3 separate regions of the Mus musculus genome follow, and regions 2 and 3 are each linked to region 1. Evidence: chromatin contacts called from public Hi-C and promoter capture Hi-C data. All regions are on one chromosome and are shown on one strand. Each heading gives the region's core, a stretch centred on a gene start, on an enhancer-like site or on the middle of the called end of the contact. The rest is flanking DNA. Distances are from core to core; before and after follow the strand shown.

What was found. Promoter capture Hi-C pulls out the DNA fragments that hold promoters and counts their contacts. Hi-C and Micro-C count contacts between places; a contact is called where the count stands out from the background.
Region 2: a contact with region 1 is called in a promoter capture Hi-C map of pre-B cells. The contact joins the promoter of Kbtbd8 here to the promoter of Nr2c2 in region 1. A contact is called at or near these places in 1 of 39 promoter capture datasets (pre-B cells) and 3 of 484 Hi-C or Micro-C datasets (CD4 T cells, muscle stem cells and regulatory T cells).
Region 3: a contact with region 1 is called in a Hi-C map of CD8 T cells, with 4 times the contacts expected there. The contact joins the promoter of Mcm2 here to the promoter of Nr2c2 in region 1. A contact is called at or near these places in 1 of 39 promoter capture datasets (pre-B cells) and 2 of 484 Hi-C or Micro-C datasets (CD8 T cells and regulatory T cells).

The regions. Positions count from the first base shown.
Region 1 is chr6:92,090,447-92,094,462 of GRCm38.p6, forward strand. Nr2c2 (nuclear receptor subfamily 2, group C, member 2) reads left to right here and starts at 1,987. Exons shown (of 15, transcript NM_001347342.1): 1 at 1,987-2,368.
Region 2 is chr6:95,115,378-95,119,267 of GRCm38.p6, forward strand. It overlaps Kbtbd8 (kelch repeat and BTB (POZ) domain containing 8), which reads left to right and starts at 2,503. Exons shown (of 4, transcript NM_001008785.5): 1 at 2,503-2,597; 2 at 3,146-3,356. The coding sequence starts at 2,582. It overlaps Kbtbd8os (kelch repeat and BTB (POZ) domain containing 8, opposite strand), which reads right to left and starts at 2,254. Exons shown (of 2, transcript NR_153843.1): 1 at 2,215-2,254.
Region 3 is chr6:88,896,477-88,900,624 of GRCm38.p6, forward strand. Mcm2 (minichromosome maintenance complex component 2) reads right to left here and starts at 2,304. Exons shown (of 16, transcript NM_008564.2): 1 at 2,169-2,304; 2 at 811-1,040. The coding sequence starts at 2,174.

The sequences.
Region 1 (4,016 bases), core at 737-3,236:
TAGCACTATAAACTTTAATTCTTGGAAAATTCTATTCCAGACCACTTCATATTTTCAAGGATTTTACAGTGAAAGGACTTATATATGGGCTACCTTAGGCATGTTACTGAGCTCTCCCGGGGCACACGTTCTATAAATGAGGAAAACTTCCTTGCCTCCTGTAGAGGCTCCTTTCAGCTACAGGGTCTGTAGGGCACAGAGATACATCCCTGCCCCCCCCCCCCCACTTTCCCAGGAGACAGGAAGGGGAGGGGACTGTGTTTAAAACACTTGCCACAAAATAGAAAGTCGATTAAGACTATGGGCATTGTTAGAGTCACCCTATTGTAAGCCTAAATGTCTACTGCAAAAATCTTGAAGCATTTATTTCTAATGAGCAAGAGGTGTGTGTGTGTGTGTGTAATTAGATGGTAGAGTATATCCAATCTACACAGCTCGGTGATCAAGGGGAGTGGGTGAACATTGCAGGCAGACACTCAGAGGGAAACGGCGGCACCTTCCCAAGCCCAATGAAGAAGTATAACCCGGAGGCTTTTCAGAATGCAATCAGTGCGTGCCAAAGCTGCTTTTCTCAAATCGCGAAGGAGAGGGGCACGGGACTGCACAAGTCTGGGCTCCAAGGCTAAGCACCTGTTTTAAAAATGGGCCTGGGGCATCTGCACACTTGCCTGGTCCGGCCAGAGGCATGCACATCCTCGGAGCTTTAAAACAGAAAGCTACCATCCATCCCAAGGAAGGTACCGGGAGCTCAGTGCACTCCCAGGACACCGCTCGCTTGCAACATCTCGGCGCGGCGCCAGGCAAGGGCCCGCTTCTCCAGCCTGCAAGCGGTGCCTACGGGATCGGCCGCACCTGCCCGGCCCAGGCCTGCGGGCCTCAGCTCCGGCGGCGGCCGCAGCGGCAGCGGCGGCGTTCCGGTGCGCGCGCGCGCTCAGCCAATCGCGTGCTCGCCCGCCCCCCGCCGCCGCGGTGAGGCTGGCGCCGGGAAGAGGAAGAGGAACATTCGCCCTCCTCCTCCCAGCGCGCGGGCGGCGGCGGCAGCGGCACCGGGGTCACGAACTCTGACCTTTCACTGACAAAAACAATAACAAAGCGCGGTCCCTCCGCGACCCCGGCGGTGCCAGGGCCCAGCCCGCCGCCCCGCTCCGCACCGGCCCGCCGCGGCGTCCCGGCCGCCCGAGCCCCCGGGCTCCTGCCCTCCGGCGCCTGCCCGGCCCGCGCCCTGCCCTCCTAGCCGGGGGCGCCGGCCGCAGACACGGGATCTGCTCCGCGGTTGTGGTGGCGCCCGACCCTGAGGTAAGAGCAAGCCCGCCGGGCCAAGCCGCGGCGCGGCGCGGCGCAGCGCGGCACGGCGGAGGAGGGCAGGCCTGCGCCGCCATGGAGGCCGCGGAGGCTGAACGCGGCCTTTTACCTTTGCCACGGGGCGGTGGCGGCGGCAGCAGCGGGCGCTTTGCATAGTGGGCCGGGCCGCACCCTTCCCTCCCCTCTCTTCCACTCCCCTCCCCTCCCGCGGCCGAGCCCGGCGAGCCGCTGTCCTGACCGGGCCGGCCGCGCGCCGCGGGGGCGGAGAGGGGGACTGTCCGCGGCCCCGCCTCACGCCTGGCCCTCCGCCAGCGCCGCCATCTTGTCCCCGCGGCGCCGGCCAGGCTCCCCTCGGCGCGCGCCCGGCCTGCCCGCTTCTTCCTGTGTTCCCCGCTCCTCACCCCAGCACTCCCCGCCTGCCGTTGGCTGCCACCCTGGCCCAACCGCCGTTTTTCCGGACTAGGAGGGTGGAAGGGGAGGGAGGGAGGCGTGGGCAGGGCACGACCTCCTGAGTGACGGCCGGGCTGGCCAATCGTTCCCCCTTATAGGAGGGCCACGGCCTGCGGCACCGCCCCCGGGGCTGTGCTGGTTGGTCCAGGTGGGAGAGGGAGGTCCCGGGGGCCGCTAGTGCGGGGTGTGAGGCCGGGCGGGCCAGCCTCTGAGGAACTTGGTGGGTCTCGGGCTGGGAAGCTGGTGATGCTTTTTGAACCCATGGCGCGGCCAGAAGGGAAGAGTTCGTCGGCACTTGGAGGCTCTCCGGGGTTCGCGCTTTCCTCACGACTCTGGACGGAGCCCCTCTGGCGGGCTCAATTTCAGTCCATGAAATTGGGACACCAGACGTTCTTGCCAAGCCTCGCCTCTCTCCTCAGCATTGTTTGAGGGACTGTTCTCTGAAAATGGAGTCCAAGCTACTCTGCCAGCCTCAAAAGTAATTTGCAAATGGTGGTGTTAGTTTTTTCGTCTTATTGTGGTGCTGGGGACGGCCCTGCCATTGAGTAACATCCCTAGTCCCAAAATGGTGATGTGGAAATATATAAGGAACCAACTGGAGTGGAAAACTTGTGAGGTGATTCTCTTTCCTACTTTCATTAAACACAGTTGTGCGTAGCTTTAGACACTAGGACACTACTTCCAGAGATTCAACTGACCTGGGCAAGGAGCCATTCTCCCCCCAGAATTTTGGATGCCGAGGGGATACAAAGGCTCAGAGAATGGTCAGAGAATGGAAGAAACTGGATGATGTGCTGAAGGAATCGTGAGGGCATTAATTTAATTGGATGGTGAGGAAGTCAGGCTTCACTGAATGTTTGAATAGATTTCAGGAAAAGAGCTGGGTTCTGGATAGCAAGCTTGAAGATGGGAAGGGAAGATTTTCCCACACTTTTTGTTGAGTAAATTGTTGCTGATACTATTGATAGCTAAGTGCTGCATATTTAATTGGTGCATTTTTACCCGAACTTGACAGTTGGGATAGCATGCCCAGCAATAAAATGTCCATTATACTAAGCAGGGAATTTGAATTGGACTTCAGTAGGCATTCTTTTAACATATTTATCTTTCCCAGAGATAAAATTGATTGATGCTATGAAGCTACTGAAAATCTCATTTATCAAAGTGGAAAACAAACTTTACAAAATATAATGTTAGCTTCCATTGGAAAGTCTGATGACTAAAATATTTGTGCATATAACATAGTAGGAAGGGCTGGCTAGCATGTAGGAAATCAAGTTTCATCCTTAGCACTGCATAAACTTATGTAGTGCTGCATATCTGTAATCCCAGTTACTGGGGCGGTGGAGGCAGATCAGAAGTTTCAGTGTCATTCTTGGCTACATAGAGTTTTAGGCCAGCCTGGGCTATAAGATCCGGTATCCAAAATAAAATATTTGAAATCAAACAATACCTTTTTAATAATATGAGCAGTCTCAGTTTTAATTCTTTCTTTGGATATCTCAAGAGACAGTGTAAGTTAAGCCAAGCAAACATTTCCAAAAAGAGATTGGAATAAGCTGTCCCAAAGTGACTTGCAGCCCAGTGAGTTCTACACTGTGGATTTTAAAGTTTTCCTGAATATTTATGAGGTGATAGAATCTTCATGAAATAAAGTGACAACCCCCTTTCCCACTCCCAAAGCATGATGGCTCTTCCTTTTGGGTTTTCTCTTTCCAAAAGCTGGAAATTTTAAAATCACAATACAGTTGATATTGTAATGATATCAGATCTTTTAAGGATGCAGACCCTTCTTTCAGGCACATGGGTGAGAAAGTGCCCTGATACCTTTAGTTTCTGATAACAGCAAGAATAGCCTAATCACAGGTTCAAGGCTGTTCAACCACAAAAGGGCGTTCTAATTGGAGACACAGCTATCAATCTGAAGCTGCAGTTTTCTCCAGTTATTTTGTATCGAAATCCTTGTCAGTCTGTAGTCAATCAAACTTTTAAGAGACCATCCAAGTATGGTGGTTGGCACAAGACTTTATCACACACAAGAGTTCTAGGCCAGCCAGGGCTACATAATGAGAATTCTGTGTTGGGATTGGGAGTAAGGTCTGTGTCAACAGTCTCTTCCCTTTATAAGAGGAATTCTAGGACTTTTTGAGGGTTTTTTTGTTTAGTTCTGTTGTTTTGTTTGAGAAGTTGTCTAGGTTGGCCTTTTAACCCTGGCCTCTAGTGATTTCCTGTGTTAGCCTCTGAGCAGCTGAGACTTTAGGCTG
Region 2 (3,890 bases), core at 1,253-3,752, 3.0 Mb after region 1:
TTGTCTTTTTTCTTTTTAATCCTCACTCCAGCCCTGGAGAACCTGTTGACTGACTGAGCAGGCTTAGTCAAAGATCCTTCTGCTTATCCCTTTTGTTTAAAATGTGCATCATAATGATAACAAATCTTCTCTAGACAATGCCACCTGACCAGTTGTGGAGTCTATTTATAGGATATTCATGCAAATGGCAAGCTTACAAATTTTTATTTCTTACATTTAGATTTAGTTTCTGTACTTTGTAGTCTGCCCCATTCCCAAATTGACAAATCTTTGACCATTAAAGGATAAGGAAGCTTTCGTTTGCTTAATTTAGCAACAAAGACAATTACATTATTTAATTAGTACAGAATTAAATAGAAAATTGAGTTTTAAAAGCAAGAATGAAAGAAAATTAGCCAAGAGTCTCTTAAAGAGCTTTAACAGCATTGAAAAAGTTGTTGATTAAATTTGAACTTCAGTTAAACAACCAATAGGACTTTCTCCCAAAATGCATGCTTTCTGTTTTAATTGCTAAATTTATACTGATAATGCCATTTTTCTTAATGCCCTCAATATTGTGAGCAGAATGTTTTTACTAAATTATTGAATACATGAAAAATGCAAATCCAAAGTTAGAAGTAACAAACATGAAGTCAAATTTATCATGTAAAGACTATGCTGATAAGCAAGCCTTTAATGTTTCATTAGCAAGGACTGTGAGTGAGGCTCTTAAGCCCCGATCCCCAGGAAGCACCACATCTTATTAATTTGCCTAGTGGCACAGCACTTGGAACTTTGTTTAAATTTCTAACGTACCTAGGGAATAGAACTACTTTAAATCATTCCCACTCTATCAGTCACAGGTAAAATTTCAAGACCCCTTTAACAAGGTCACCTGGAGTTGGTGATGAGGCTCCCTGGGAGCTGGTAGTGTGCATGCATGGTGCCTGTGGTTCAATTTACAGCAATATACTAAATACATAAATAAAAAATAATAAAATATTCAACTGCTTGACCTAATGCTAGGAAAGTTACTACTGTGAACTAAGTCTCTACTGAAGCTTCCTTCCCATTCACTGATAAAGGGGTATCTGCAAGTATTTGTTCACTTCGCTTTCCATTCATCTTTTAAGTTTCTACAACTTGTCAGAGCATCCTGTTAGATGCCAGAAACAGGATGAGGAAATCAGAATAGATAACAAGGTGGCTGGGGAGATGGCTCCGTGATTAAAGTGCTTGCCATGCCGAGAGAGAGAGAGAGAGAGAGAGAGAGAGAGAGAGAGAGAGAGAGAGAGAGAGAGAGAGTTAATATCTCTGGGTTTCGATTGAGAGACCATGCTTCACTGTATAAGGTAGAAAAGCAGCGTTGTAGGATTTCTGACACCAATCTCCGGCCTCCACGTGCACCTGCACCGCCCCCCAACATGTACATCCACTCGTGCAAACAAAACAAAACAAAACAAAACACCAAACCACAGATACAAATGCACACACACAGAGACTCAGACAGACAGACAGACAGACAGACACACACACACACACACACACACAATAGGAGAAGAAAAAAAAATAGGTCAACAATAAAACCCCTGCTTTCTTGCAAAAAACTATGAAGTAGACTGAATGCCGAGTGCTCGCTGTTATAAGAGAGGTTCAAGGGCTGGAAGAGCTTGTGCAAGAGCCAGGGTTGAGCACGGTCCAGAGGAGCGCCAGGCTCAGCCTCTCTCCAGCATCTCTTCACAGGAAAGCCGGAGGCCCTCTTCACGTTCAAGAAGCCCAGGGGAAATCAATTATCCGAGTCTCCCTTGAGTACTCGAGCGCTCTTCGGTGTGACAGGTGTTTCCTGGTGTGCTAGAAATGCAAGCCAAGTGGATTCAGGTCCTGAGTGGCCATGTAACCAGACCCAGTTGATCTGTGAAAAGCGGGGCATGTGGCTAAGGGGATGCAATTTCAAGTGGGCGTTACAGGTGACTCATCAGAGACCTATCGATGGTGTGTGTGTGTGTGTTGGGGGGGGGGGGGTTGTCTTATATCCTTTGTATTTTTGGATAACAGCCCTCCTGACCATTTCCAACTTTTCGGAGTTTCATAGCCCTCGTGCAGAGCGCGTTTTCATACCAGAATCTAGTCACGGATAGGGAATTTGGGGTATGAAGACAATTATTTTTAAAGTGGAGTCGAGACTAGGAGAGAGGCCCTTGCCGGGGAAATTTGCTCAATAAGAGCTTTTCCTACCTCACTCCTCAGAGTGACAGTTCGCCTCAGCCAGATGACTACATTTCCCAGCGGGCGCTGTGCATCTCAAGGCACAGGCTGGCGGGCTCGGGGCGCTCCTCCGCCCAGCTAGCCAATAGAAATGCTCGGCTTGGGCCTCTGTCCGACTAGGAGCACGCGGGAACGGGGGCCTTAAAACTACATTTCCCGACGCGCTGGTAATCGCGCACTGACCAATCAGAGCCAGGTATTTTGAGGCTCGGGGAGGAGCCGACTCGGTCAGCCACCCTCATTGGCTAGGCAACGCTTAGCAGAGCCGGAACCCGGGAGCGAGCGAAACGCAATGACATTTCCTCTTTAAATAACCGGAGCCGGGGCCCCTGTAGTAATGGCCGCGTCGGCAGGTGGGTGGCGTGGTGCGGCCGCCCGCAGTGTCGGAGGAGGGAAGCAGGAGCGCGGGCGCCGGCCACAACCTGAAGCGGCGGCCTTAAGGCGGGAGGGAAGGATGGAGAGACGGCGGGCGCGGAGGCGAGGATGAATGGGGAGGAGGGCGGTGGGCGGCGCGCCCGCGAAGATGGGGCGTCTGGGTACCGGCCGCCCGCGAGGCGGTTGAGGGGTGCCCTGGCAGTCGCCCTCGATCGCGCTGCCCTCGGGAGCCTTCCGTCCCGCGCTCGACCCGGAGCCGAGTCCCCGCGCATCGCCGCCGCTGCCGGCTCGGCTGGCTCGCCTCACACGCTCCCTCCGCGAGCGCGGCGGTCCGGGCTCGCCGGGCTCCGGAGGAGCGCGCCGGCCTGGGAACTTGTTCGCCCTTGTTGAGCTCTCGGCTCCTAGAGCCTGTGTCGGCGCTCCTGTGCCCACACACGGACGTTTGTGTACGGGGTGGGGGGGAAAAAAACCCACGATGCCGTAAACTGGCTTCGAACTTCTTGTGGTTGTGCGATTTTTCTCCTAGATTTAAGTAAGTCTTCCCCAACACCGAATGGGATTCCATCTTCAGACACAGCCAACGATACCATGGATCCTTTCCATGCTTGCAGTATTCTTAAGCAACTCAAAACAATGTACGATGAAGGACAGTTGACAGACATTGTAGTGGAAGTGGATCACGGGAAAACATTTTCCTGTCATAGAAACGTTCTTGCTGCAATCAGCCCCTACTTCAGGTATGACGACGGTAGAAACTTATATATTACTATCCGTACAAGACTCCCTTTCAACCCAGTGTTAGCCACTTGATTGTGGTACTGAGTTGGGACAAATACATAAAGGCAAACCAGGTGTTTATTTTCTGAGAGTAGGTAACAGGTCTTGCTTGTCTTACTAATGAGCCCCTGTTTTGAGGTGGGATTCCAGAGTTTAGATAGTTGGATTTTAAGTTAGTGGACTTGTGAGGTATTCATACTATGTATGCTGCCAGCCACATTTGAAAAAAATTATAATGCTTTAAAATTAAAATCAGTGGCGACACTAAAACATGTCACGTGCACAGACAACTAAGTGTGGCTGGTGGCTGCTGTACTGGGCAACGGGGATATACAGTGTTTCAATCAATCATTGAAATGATCTAGAATTTTAAATATTTCTGATGTTTCCCCACCCCCCACCCCCGGTTTTTAGTACATAGGACTTTTTTTTTTTTTTTTTTTTTTTGAGTTTAAAACATAGGAACTTGCTCCTTTATAAATAAACTAGGATTT
Region 3 (4,148 bases), core at 1,054-3,553, 3.2 Mb before region 1:
CCGTCTTTGCACTGAAGGCTTATAATATAAAACTTCGTTTCTTTCCATACAAACCCTGAGTCAGATAGTCCTCAGACATCTCTAAAGTGTCTCTCACTTTAAAGAAGAGGAGGTGGCCCTGGAGCCCCCCTACCCCCCCCCGCGGCCCCCCCAGCAACTCTGCAGGAAAGCCCTTGCTGCTGAGCCCAGGATGATCAACTCCATCAGTCCATGGACACTCACTGCAGACCCAGTCTCTTCACACCTAGCCTGGCAGTGTGTAAAGAAAAGAACCAGATGGTGCAGACAGCCCAGTGATGGCTCATACCCCTCAGATATCCCCTACGGAAAGGTACAAAAGCAAGGTGCCAAAAGCCTCCTAAGTGGCCACATAACTGGTGTCGGTAAGGGAGATCTCCCTACCTCCTGGCAAAGCTCAGTTTCCTGACGGCCTCAGTCACCTTCTGTATGTCTGCTTACAACTCTGAACACTTGTGACCCAGAGCCTGATGCAGGCTGGGTGCAAGTTTGCTGACTGAACCATCTTTCCGAGTTGGTGCCACCCTTCAGGGCTCTTCAGATCAGACTCTATGGGTCCCCTTCTCCTAAGCGGGGGCTTGCCTGGGCTTTAGGGTCTAGTCTGAGGTGTATACAGTGAGCTAAATGCATCTTCCCAGTGGGTGATGAACCTCCACATCCCAACCAAGCCATATACAAAGGCAAAGTCACCAGGTTGGCTCATACACTCATGGGTCCCCAAGGCCAGGCCACCAGACACGGGGGGGGGGGGGGGGGGGGGTCCTTCTGCTAAGCCACCTAACCACAGCCTACCTCTCCATGCCATCACCAATGAGTTCCTCTCCATCCTCTTCTTCCTCCATGGGCCCCTCTGTGCCCAGCAGCCCCTCAGACTCATCTTCAAATGGGGGGAGGTCTCTGCCAGGGCTGGAGGTCAGGGCGTCAGCACGTCTGGAGCTGCGGCCTGGGCTGGAGGTGAGGGGATCACTGATCCGGCGCCGCTGACGGGCAGGGCTAGATGCTGAGAGAGACTCAGAAGACTCCTGTAGGAGAAAAAGTCTGCCATCAGACACTGGAGGGACACAGGCTGACAGCCTCCTGGTTACCATGGGGCCTTCCCACAGTCTGTCTCCTGTACACTAGGCATTGTTCTCAGGGACATATTAGTCCCTCAGATCTGTCCATGTCTGTCTTATGAAAAACCTCGGGGGCTATGTAGTTTTTTTTAAAAACCTGTTTATAATCTATTTTCACACCCCACTTAGCCCAAACCCCACAATATGCTGGGTGCTGAAACAAGAGGTGAAGATAAAAGAGGCATCAAGGAACACTATTCTAGAAGTGAATGGTGGAAAGAACAGATCTTTAACCTTTAATGAAAACGCTAACAGTAAGAGTAGGGAAGCCGAGCCAGGCAGTGGTGGTGCACGCCTTTAATCCCAGCACTTGGGAGGCAGAGGCAGGTAGATTTCCGAGTTCGAGGCCAGCCTGGTCTACAAAGTGAGTTCCAGGATAGCCAGGGCTATACAGAGAAACCCTGTCTCGAAAAAACCAAAAAAAAAAAAAAAACCAAAAAACCAAAAAACCAAAAAACCAAAAAAAAAAAAAAAAAAAAAAACAAAACAGAGTAGGAAAGCCGGGCCTGATGTCACAGGCATGAAATCCAAAATACCTAGAGGCTGAAGCCTGATGATCGCCAAGTTCAAGGCTAACCCGCACTACAGAGCGAGTTCAACCCCAGCCTGGGTTACTTAGTGGGACCCTTTCTACTTTCTTTCTTTTTGAGGAAGGGTTTCTCTGTGCAGTTTGGCTGCCCTGGAACTCACTCTGTAAAACTCAAAGACCCGCTTGCCTGTAACCCCCTAGTGCTGGGATTAAAGGCATACGCCTCCCCGGCCCAGCTATGAGACTCTCAAGAGAGAAGGGATGCACGCAGCTACGTGGTAGCCGGCTTTCCCTACATGCGCGGGGCTCTGGGTTCCATTTCCTGCAGCCTCACCACCATAAGTGCGTGTAAACCCGGGGCCTAGAGACACATGAGGAGAGCAGAGACGACCCGTCCCAGACTGGTGCAGGTAGCCCCGCACTCAAGCCTGCCACTAGAGGAAGATACCGGCCAAGCTAGCCGAGATCGCTGAATACCGCCCGCCCGGGATCAGCCCATTCCTCACCGCCATGTCTGCGCTAGCTCCACCGCACCAGCTGCCACCGGTTTTCGCGCGAAAACTAGACCACGTGACCCGCCCATGCCCGGGAAGCGCCGGGAGGACTCAGACGTCACTACGTCCTCGTCAATCTAGAGCGGAAGGAGGGCTAGAATGTTTGGGCACGCCCACACCAGAAAGCCCCGCCCCGCTCCCCGCCCACAGCTTTCAAAAGGCTGAGCCCTCGCCTCCTGCACACCTAGGCTTAACCCTTCAGCGTTTACCACGCTAAGGCAAGGAAGCGGGACTTTGGGTCACTAGTGGCTCTGAGGACCAATCCGGCCTTCTAGAGTGTGACCTAGGTATCTAAGTGTCGGTATGGCCACTTGTTGCAACTGAGACTGTTTCCTGATTTCTTTTTTTTTTTTTTTTTTGGTTTTTCGAGGCTGGGGTTTCTCTGTGTAGCCCTAGCTGTCCTGGAACTCACTCTGTAGACCAGGCTGGCCTCGAACTCAGAAATCTGCCTGCCTCAGCCTCCCAAGTGCTGGGATTAAGGGCGTGGGCCACCACTGCCCAGCTTGTTTTCTGATTTCTTCCTGATTTGGCATCAACCTCTCCCAAAGCACTGAGGTTCAATCCTTCAAGCACCCAGGCTGCTGTGGGCTTTTATCAAAGTGGGAATCAATTGTACTTGGCTGCAGTTGGCAAAGGTATGGGGAGGATGTTCCAGGTGAAAAGGGCCTGGTGCGTGATGCAGTACAGCGAAGGCTGGGAGTATATAGGGATTACCACTCCCTTGGTTCAAAGCTTGTAATGCCCAGGAAAGGTGGGAGAGTTCAGACTGCAGATTAGCAGTCTGTCTAGGAGTTGGAGCTCTGTCCTGACATGAGGTCACCTGAGGGATCTGTTAAATCGAGGTGTAGGATGAATCAGTAGCTACCACCTGACGAGGTGGGCAGAGACAGGCTGAGTGCTTCCAGTGAGAGGCCTGCTACTGTTCCTACAGTCTTAGGCATCTGGTTCTCAGCTACTGGGCAGGATGTGACTTCTGCTGTATGCACAGCATCAATAATCCCACACAGAACCTAGTGTAGGGCAGAGAGGAAATCAGGAAGGACGCTCAGAAAGGGGGATCTGCAGGCTTTATAGTACAAGAGATACCCCAAGGTGCTAAAGGGTATCTTAGGGAGATGGGCTAGTATGACCTCTGAGACAGGAATCCACACCCTCTTGTCTGCTGGATGCCACTGTGGTACCCAGAGCTGCTATCGATGCAGGAAGGTACTGCATCTATATGCCAGAGACTCAAAAATAAATAAATAAAAAATAGAAAGCATATTATGCCACCATAATAGGATATGTTCTTTGAAAAGCTGACTGTGTCCACCATAAGCCCCTAGGCCCCTACAAGTTCCAATGATATGACAAGCACCCAATTCTTAAAAAAAAAAAAAACAAAAAACAACTTATCTTCCTCCTTTATAGAATCTCTCATTACTGGTCTGCCATTCCATGCTTACCCATCCTTACTAGCAGGGTGTCATGGACAAGATAAACCAGAGCCACATTCTGTGAAGAGTCCAAGTAGCCTGGGCCTTGCTAGACCTGGTGACAACGGAGAGGGGTAGAGTCACCACAGGCCTGGAAGGACCCTGCAGGTGGGTAATCCCTTTACTGTAATGGGATAGAAAGAGGTGTGGTTTGTAATTTTGAAAGATCAGAACAGCGAGTGAGATTGACATAGGGAGGGTCCCAGTGTCCCAAACATGCTTTAGGTTCCCAAGATGGGCACAGCTGTCCATACCCTGCACTGGTGCAAGCCAGGAACACTACCTGACCGATCCCCATTCATGTGACTTCCTGGATGCCACACTGTCCTGTATGCAGAGGCCACAGTGATGGAGGAGCAACTGCCTCTGCTGCCAGAGGGAAAGAGGCATTCGATGACCTCCATCACTCAGCAAATGCCGTAAAAATCTCCCAGACATCACACATGGAGCCCCGAAT